Regions from separate parts of the Sus scrofa genome. Here regions 2 and 3 are each linked to region 1. The links are chromatin contacts, called in public Hi-C and HiChIP or PLAC-seq maps. All regions are on one chromosome and are shown on one strand. Each heading gives the region's core, a stretch centred on a gene start, on an enhancer-like site or on the middle of the called end of the contact. The rest is flanking DNA. Distances are from core to core; before and after follow the strand shown. Region 1 holds the start of NEK6 (serine/threonine-protein kinase Nek6). Region 2 has its middle 83 kb from the start of NEK6. Region 3 overlaps PSMB7 (proteasome subunit beta 7).

What was found. Hi-C and Micro-C count contacts between places; a contact is called where the count stands out from the background. HiChIP or PLAC-seq counts read pairs in DNA pulled down with a chosen protein or histone mark.
Region 2: an H3K27ac HiChIP or PLAC-seq map of alveolar macrophages shows a contact between it and region 1. The contact joins the enhancer-like site here to the promoter of NEK6 in region 1. A contact is called at or near these places in 1 of 5 promoter capture datasets (liver), 4 of 47 Hi-C or Micro-C datasets (alveolar macrophages, blood, embryonic fibroblasts and 1 more) and 2 of 2 datasets of contacts at active chromatin or transcription factors (alveolar macrophages and skeletal muscle).
Region 3: a Hi-C map of alveolar macrophages shows a contact between it and region 1, with 1.9 times the contacts expected there. The contact joins the enhancer-like site here to the promoter of NEK6 in region 1. A contact is called at or near these places in 5 of 47 Hi-C or Micro-C datasets (alveolar macrophages, blood, embryonic fibroblasts and 2 more) and 1 of 2 datasets of contacts at active chromatin or transcription factors (alveolar macrophages).

Annotation. Positions count from the first base shown.
Region 1 is chr1:265,076,725-265,079,699 of Sscrofa11.1, reverse strand. It overlaps NEK6 (serine/threonine-protein kinase Nek6), which reads right to left and starts at 1,293. Exons shown (of 10, transcript XM_003122163.5): 1 at 1,129-1,293.
Region 2 is chr1:264,994,065-264,996,847 of Sscrofa11.1, reverse strand. No RefSeq gene overlaps it. Among named protein-coding and RNA genes, the nearest start is that of NEK6, 83 kb to the left of the region's middle. Within about 2 kb of position 1,262, at least 14 of the 83 cell types and tissues checked have an H3K27ac peak or open chromatin away from gene starts, as enhancers often do. A contact at or near this core is called in alveolar macrophages, where this site is marked.
Region 3 is chr1:265,175,912-265,178,611 of Sscrofa11.1, reverse strand. The region is part of intron 6 of PSMB7 (proteasome subunit beta 7); the gene reads left to right. Among named protein-coding and RNA genes, the nearest start is that of PSMB7, 58 kb to the left of the region's middle. Within about 2 kb of position 1,446, at least 5 of the 83 cell types and tissues checked have an H3K27ac peak or open chromatin away from gene starts, as enhancers often do. A contact at or near this core is called in alveolar macrophages, where this site is marked.

The sequences.
Region 1 (2,975 bases), core at 44-2,543:
AACCTGTCAGTCAAAACTGCAAGGACAGACCCTGGAAAACAGTGTCCCAAGCCTGCTGTGATCAATTTACTGTCTTGGGGGCTCATACTTGGTGCTCAGGCTTGATACAAAGAATCAGATGAGTATCTATCTACTCTGCAAGGCAGGCAGAGAGAGACCCCTAGATAATACAGCCAAGTGTCTCTGGGCCCCTGGTCTCCCCAGGGTCAGCCACACCCCAGGCCTGGGGAAAGGGTTAAAATTCACCAGGGCCAGAAAGGGGCAAGAACAAAGCCAGGAGACCCAGAAGAGTATTTAGGAAAATGAATCCAAGTCCTCCAGGGCCAAGCTAAGCAGCTCCACCAGGCCCACCACAGCCCCACGGAGGGGCCTGCCAGTGGCCCTACCCAGGCCCCGCTGGGCTCTGCAATGTGACCTCTGGCCTCTCCTTCACCAAACAAGGCCCAGCACCCACTGGGTGCTCAGGCCGGGCCTGCTTCTCCACCAGCTCATCACACAGTAAGCCTGGGGGGCGCAAAGGGGACCCTCAGCCCCCAGAGTAAACATACTTGAACACTCCTGTACACAAAGTACACGCTCACAGCCACATGTGCACACTTTTGTCCTCATGGGCTCCTAAGTCCGCACACAAATCACTTGTGGGCACTCACTCGTGTGTGTGCGCACACATAGCCCCAGAACCCACACGTTCTCCGTCACAAAAATGAGATCCCACAAGAAGCATTTGGCACATAGTAAACACTCAATAAATGGACAAATGGCAGCCATGCCCACTCGCCCCGCACTCATTCACACCAAACCCCACGATCACAACGCTCCCATGTGCACACGCACCAACTCGGCCACAGGCACGCGCACACTCCTGCGAACACACCCGGAGGGACAGATGGACACGCCGCCCACGCACGCTCCGACGCACGGCCCGGGACACACTCAAGGCTCACGCGCGCCCCGACCTCCCGCGTGCACACCCGCCAGCTCTCCCCCGCGGAGCCTCGGGCGCGCGCGCGGGCGCGCGCACCCCCCTGCTCGGCCCGGGTGTGGGTGACTGCCCCGCCGCCCGGCCCCCGCCCCTTTCCCGGCCCGCGCCGGTCCGATCCGGCCGGGCCCCGGCCCCAGGTCACTCACCGGCTCGCAGGCGGGCTCGGCTGCGGGCTGAAGGACCCGCGCACGGACCGGCGGGCGGCCGGCAGGAGCAGTGGGTCCCACACGAGTTGGCGGCGCCGCGGCCGCACGCTGGTCCGCTGGGTTCCGCCGCCGCCTGCGCGGGCCCGCGTGCGCGCTCCCGCCCTCCCCGCCGCGGGGCCGCGCCGCCCCCTGCGCTCGTGCGCGCTGCCGCCACGCAGGCTCGGGGGGCGACGGGGCGGCGCCCTCTCCACGCGCGGATCTCCCACTCTCCCAAGCCCGCTTAGCTGAGGACCCCCTCCCCATTTTCAAGCTGGGGAAACTGAGGCCCAGACTCACCCAGCGAGTCAGGCCTAACATGTCTCCTTCTCAAGCTCTAGACATTTAGGATTAGCGTCTGCAGCCAGTCAACCCCCCTGGACCCCTGCCACGCCTCTTTGGGTACCCTTCCCCCGACATTGCTCCCACCATAGCCCTGGTCATGTGGATCTCGGCTCATCAACAAGCACTTATTTTGCGCCTGCTGAATGAGCCGCTGAAATAAGCTCCAAGGGTATCTCGATGTGTGAAGGTGCTGGTCCCTGCTCTCAGGGGCCAACGTCTCTTGTCTGGAGCTCCCCAATTCCTGTGAACCCCAAGACCGGTAAGTGTCAGTGTGCAGACGTTTCTGGAAGAAGATTCTACTGAGGAATGCTTATCACCCCCTCTAAGGAGACAGAGTCCACATGGGGGCCCAAAGGCAGCAGCTCAGTTCCCTGCTTCACTTCCTAGAAGGGCCCCCACCCCCCAAAAAAGGGGACCCTCCTGGCTCAGACAGTTATTGCATCCACACTTGCTGATGCTTCTCCTCACGTGCAAAACTGTGCTGTGTCCCCAAGGAGGGCAGGAACCAGAGACTGACGCTGACTGCCTGCCAGCTGCCCAGCTTGGTCAGGGCACGGTCCTGGGCACAGGGGGATGCCCACTGGGCCTTGTTTGCCCAGTGAGTGACCATGTTTCAAGTGGCTGTGATCTATGACAATAACGACACCAACTGAACACCCACTGTGTGCCAGACTCATGGCTGCACACTCTGCCTGGCTGGTGCCATTCGGTCCCACAGCCATTCTATGAAGAAGGCTTTAAGCTGCTTTTGAGCCCATTTTGCAGATGGGGTAAACGAGGCCTAGAAACGATGCTTAGAAAAGCAAAGTCTCTTGCCCAAAGGCACCCAGCTGGTAAGTGGTCGAGCTAGCAGTTGGACCACAGATTGTCTGATTCCAGTGTCTATGTCCCTAATCTAGATGGTGAACAGATCAGCTCTGTGCTGCTGATATAAGGAGGGGCCGACTGCTGATATAAGAGGAAACAGCCCTCCCACAAACCAACCCCGATGAGACAGATCATTCTGCAAACTGGTTAGTTGGGGATCTATTTACAACCTCACATCACATGATATACTTTATAATGAATGCCAGCTAAATTGAAGAGTTAAATATAAGAAATAAACGGTGCATGAAATAATAGGAAAAAATCAAAATTTGGAGATAGTGGGGCCCAGTGGGCATCCCCCTGTGCCCGGGACTGTGACCTGACCTAGCAGATGGGTGCTATTGGCTGTGTTTGTGCAGCAAACATTCATTCATTCACTCATTCACTCGGCACATATCTCCAAGCGCCTTCTACTATTCTAGGCGCTGGGATACAGTCATGAAGAAAATATAGTCCGGACTCTCTTGGGGCTTCAATCTGGGGGTGAGGGTTAGGGGGAGGAAAAGTATCTGGGGATGGCAGGGAAAGTAGGTTTGGTGGAGAAAATAAAGCAGGGAAGTGAGAGGAGAGCCCAGGAGTGACTTTTCATAGAGGTTACT
Region 2 (2,783 bases), core at 13-2,512, 83 kb after region 1:
TTCCTTCCCCTAGAACAACAGAAAAACAGCTCACGTGTGAGGATGGCATACGTTGAAAAAGAGGACCTAGGTTTTCAGCCGCCTCCTCACTGTGTACCCCTGAGGTTTGTTCCGTGGACCTCAGCTTTCTCATCTGTAAAATGGGACTCCTGAACCCGCAGATCAACTTGAGGAGCTTCTGGCTCTGGTGGCCTGGGCTTCTCTGGCTGGGGAGGGAGGGTGACAGAACAGGAAATCCTGAAACTGGTGGGGTAAGCATGGGGCAGCAATGGGTCACCACAGGCTGTGAGGACAGGACACCACAAAACGGGAGAAGCTGGTTACGCCTGCAAAGTGCTTCTTTCTAACCATTGCGAGATGACAGGCTTCGTTGTAATGCTGCTCCTCCACGGAGTTTTGGGAGAAGAGCTCCAAGATCTCCAGCTGAGGGGGTGGCCAGGCACCCCGTCTGGTGAGCTCTACTGTCTCCAGACCTCCTGGCCCCTGAGTGGCAGGAACGACTTGGGCTGGTGCAGAAACCTTAAGAGACTGCGCCCCCTGGTGGCCGGACTCTGTCATTGCAGTGTAGGGCTCCGAGCCCGGAAAGGTGACACCCGCGGACCAGTGATTTGGTCTCAGCGGGCAAATTTCTTTCCAAGTGGACACTAGGAGCAGGGCTTGGAAAGAGGGTGACTCAAGTTGGGGCAAGCCCATAGGGTGGAAGGCTGGTAAGGACCCTCCACTAACCTCTTCACAAAGTTTGCTGAGCACCTACTGTGTGCCAGGCAGTATGCTGGGCTTTCCAGCCCAGGGTGGGAGATGAAGGCCTTGCTCTGTGAGGAGCTCACAGCTCAGTGGGCTGAGGACCTACTGTGTGCCCGGTTCTTACTTCCTGGAAGCCTCACACCACCTGGGAGGTGAGAGTGATGGTTCCCATTTTACAGGTGTGGAAGCTGAGACCGCACAGCTCCAAGAGGCACAGCTGGGATTCATTCTTCGGTCTGGAGGATCCCAAATTTGCCCATCACGAGAGGTTTGTATTGTAGGAAGAGCCAGGCGCTTCCTGGCAAGCAGCTCATCCCAGGTAGCCTCCTTTGGGAACTGGGGCCTGTGAGGTGCCTGTGGGTTCAACAAGGGCGGGAGCGTCCTGAGGCCCAAGCCCTGGGCCAATGGCACCTCCTTCCACAGTGGGGGATGCTCCCCCCACCTCCAGGCGTCCTGGAGGCCGGGCATTGTTCTCATTGTCTCGGCCCTCTCTTTGTCTCCGGAACATCCGGGGTTGGCTCCTCCCCTGGCGGCAGAGATGGGGGCCAGCTGCCTGGAGAGTCGGCCGCACGGCTGCTGCCGCTCATTAGAGCCCTCGCAAATGCCTCTCTCTCCTCTCTCTGGGGACTCCCCACCCCATGGTCTGAGTTTGACATGAATCTAAAAATAGCTGCTGTTTTGTTCCTTTGTTGGAGGGGAGGGGCTGGCAGAGGGGCTCCAGCTCCCCTTAATGACCTGCCCACAAAGAACAAAGCCTTTTCTCTGCATTTGCTTCGCTTCCTCAGCGCCCTGGCTTCCTCGGCTCATGGAGAAGAAGGCTGAATGGTGGTCCTACTGGCGGGAGGAAGGGCCTGGACTGCGGCAGCGCCCAGGGTGTCAGGAGGCCTGTGGGCGGGGCTCCGAGGGGGGAGGGGTCTGCCTGTGTCCAAGTGACAGTGTGTGTGATGTCACGCCACATGGCGCAACTGATGGAGTATAGGACTGCAAAGCACTGAATGTCACCGAGCTGGGGGACACTGCGTGCCTGGGCGGGGATGACACCAGGGAGAAATGTTGCCTGTTTGTAGCCTCTCCACACACAGGTGACAAATAGTTGGTGTGTGTTGGTTTGACATGGTGTGATGGGGCTGACTGCAGGTGACACCATGACTCTGTAGTGCTGATAACGGAGGTGGGGCTAACTGTGCAGGTGACATTGCAAGTAGCATTGGGAGAAAAACTGGTCCAGAGGTAGACGTACCACACTCCTGCTGAGGCCTGTCCAGGAGAGTGGGACCTGGGGGTGATCAGGAGGGTTCCAGCTTCATCTGTAATGTTTGGGTTCCTTTCTCACGGGAGAACGTATGCCTGTATGACTGTGTAATTTTAAGAAGATGTGAAGCAGATGTGTGTGACAAAAAAGTTATTTGTTGTTCATCTAGTGGTGTGATTATGAGTGATTATTCTTTTGGTTGTCTGAATTTTAATCTCTCTAAATCATTTAAAGCAATACACGCTCATGATGGAGTTTGCAAGTCACAAAAGTTGACTTCCTGTCGGACTTTGCGGTGTGCTTTACGTGGATTATCTCATGGAATATTTACCACAATCCTAGGAAGGAGGCACCCTTAGCATCTCCCATTATAGAGATGGATGAACTGAAGCTCAGAGGCCCATGGCAGGTCTGCCAACTCTCACCTCAACGTCCACACCACATGGGATTTCAGGAAAGCTCAGAATATCCCTCTGCTGGACAACCCTGCCACTGAGGGGATGAGGGCTGCGTCCCATGTACTAGTGACTTCTGCCACATGATATATCAGCCCCAAATGTAATGGCTTAAAACAACAGTAATCTTTCTCATGGTTTCTCTGAGTTGGGGATTTGAGCCTGCAACTTCAGGAAGATGTTGGAAGGCTGTAGAATTCAACTTCCAGGTTGGCTGACTCACATTTCTAACAAGCTGGTGAGGGCTGAGTCACTGTCTGTGGGTGCCTCTCCTCAGGGCAGCTTGAGCTTCCTCACAGCATGGCGACTGGGAACCAAGCATGAGCATCCCA
Region 3 (2,700 bases), core at 197-2,696, 99 kb before region 1:
TTTGAGGGTTTTTGCTGGGGGTGGGGGATATATGAAGTAAGACTTTGGATCTGAATATTGCTCTCTCTCCGCCGTATTACACTGTAGAAATGTGTAGGTGGTGGTCTCTGGGCGGTTTTGGGAAACTGTGGAAATGACCATCAGAGGGGCTGCTGGTTGGCCCAGAGAGAGATGGGCAGCCACCATCCTTCTCTTAAACTTGCTCAGGTTCTGAAGATCCTTGCTGATGGGGGAGCGACACCTGCATCAAGAGACAGCTGTCTCCTGTCCCCGACGTGCCAAGGAGCTCACAGCTGAGTCAGGCTACTTGTGAGCTGGTGTGGTGCCCTGGCATTCCGGCTCTGGAGCCCAATGGACCTGTCTTACTATTTCCTACTGTGCGACCCTGTGGGCTCTCTCAGCCTTAGTTTTTGACAGTACCAACCTCAGAAGGTGGTTAAGGGCAGGAGTAAAATTGATGATCATCAAAGTGCCTGCCTAACTCAGTACTTGGCACATTATACTAAGTGCTCAGTAAATTGTAAGGTTCACTCCTTTCATAAATCTTCAGCCCTGTGTATGTGAGAGGGAGGTAGGACTGGGGGGAAAAAAAAGACTTGTGAGATTTCCTTCCTTAAGGAATTATCTTCCCTATAATGGGGAGATGGATGGGGTTAAATGTATGTTCCCTAATTTTTAAAGACATACTTAAATAATAGCACATACGATAATTTTATGAGTAAATCAGGCTCTACACAGTACCTTTTACACATTTTTAAGTTTCATAAGTTCATCTACTCACATTAAGGAATATTTGGAAAATAAATCTTCCATTCCCATCCCCAAATATAAACTAGTTTGAGAAATTTAAACCTGCGGAGCTGTAACCACTGCCAGCAGGATTTGTGACGTCTACTTAGCACTGTTGGCTGGCTCCAAGCACCAGCAGCAGTGACAAGAAAGCAAAGGAAATAATAGAACAGCAGAGAAAGGAGGAGAAGAGGAGGTGGTAGATCAGGAGAAGGATGTAACAAGCAAGACACACACGCACACACACGTTGTTTATTAAGAGAAGCAAGTTGGAATGGGGTTGCATTTGTGAAGTTAGTGGTTGGTTTTTGCTGTCTCTGTGGCAGCAGCAGTAGCAGCAGCAACCATCTCCTGCTCTGAGATGCTTTCTTTGCTCCCACCTTCACTGGTTGCTGGTAAGGCCTTTGGCCTCTATAGACTTGGGACTCTCAGCAGAGAATTTCCTATCAGAGGATCCTGTTTGAATGAATCCTACAGGGCTCTATCTGCGCAAGAGGATAACTGGTTTCATTGGCCCCACATAGGTACTGCTCAGGAAGTGAAAAAAAAATCTGGTGGGATCAAGATCAGAATAACCCCCAGCCCCTGCTGCTGGGTTGCTGAGGATCCCACTTCCAGCAGGGCCTTCTCTATCCTTCTGTGAGTCTGCAGAGGGCGCTCATGTCACTGGCATCCCACTTACTGGCTTAGGGCAGGCAGGGGAGCAGGAGGCCTGAGAGTGATCTCTCAGATCTTCTCGTGACTTGAAGCCAGTGAACCTGCTCTTTGATGTCAGACTGGAATTTGGGGCCTGGCACTGGCGTTTCTCCCAGGATGTTCCTTTAGTTCATCTTGCATGTATATGGCCCCTCATGCCTGGGAAGGAGCTGAAGTTAATATTAATAGTCTCTTCTTTGGGAGATTTTTTTTTTTTTTTGGTCCTTGTTGTGTAAAGAGCTTGAACTTGGCATTTCTCCAGGACTTGCCTTGCTGCTGCTGGTCTTCTGTTTCACTGCCCTGTTTTCTGAATGTCTGGTGTGCAGCCTGTCTTCAGCCCTCCCTGAGGCTTTGCTGACCCAGCCGGTTCCCACAGCTCCTTTTCAGTTATCAATTAACTCTCACTACACTGCGTTGTAGTTCCTTGGGTCTCTTGATCCCACTGGACTCTACACCCCTGCAGGGCAGGGGTCTTGGAGGCTTTGCCCATCTCTGCATCCCTAGCTTGGGTACAGGACCCTGCAAGTGATAGGCCTTTGGATAAGAAATGAATTCATCTACTTGTTCACCAGTAACTGTGGGAGACTTAGACTTGCCCTTAAAGGAGAAATGAAAGAGAGTGATTCCAAAAATGAATCACTTTAGTGAACGTGCGTTCTCATTAGTAGGAGGTGATAGAGTTTTTGGGGCAAGAGGTCCCCACCCTTGGCTTTGCCAACATTTCCCCAGAACCATTATGTTCTGGTGTTAGTTTTTTCCCTGTGATACTGACTTTCTTCATTGTGTTACCCAGGAAGCAGATCGCAGCCACTTGGGGACATTTTTGATCACGGGTCTGCCCATGGACCCAAATCCAGCCTACCGTTCATTTTTGTTTAATGGAGTTTCGTTGGCACACGGTCATGCCCATTTGTTTACAGACTGTCTGTGGCTGATTGTGCTGCCATGACTGAGTTGAGTAGTTATGGTGAAGACTCTATATTCACAAAGCCTAAAATATTTACTACCTGGTCCTTTGTAAGGAAGGTTTACCACCCCCCGTTTTAGGTGATAAATTGCTCTGTCAGCCCACAGGATTCAGTTAGGCGGTGAGCGTCTGGTGTGAAGCGGTGTGTTGAAGAGAGGGCGTGTGCGGTAAAGGGGCCCTGACTCACCAGCTGAGGAACCTGGGGCAAATCCTCAAGGAGCTTTGAGACCTTTGGTTCATCTCTAAAA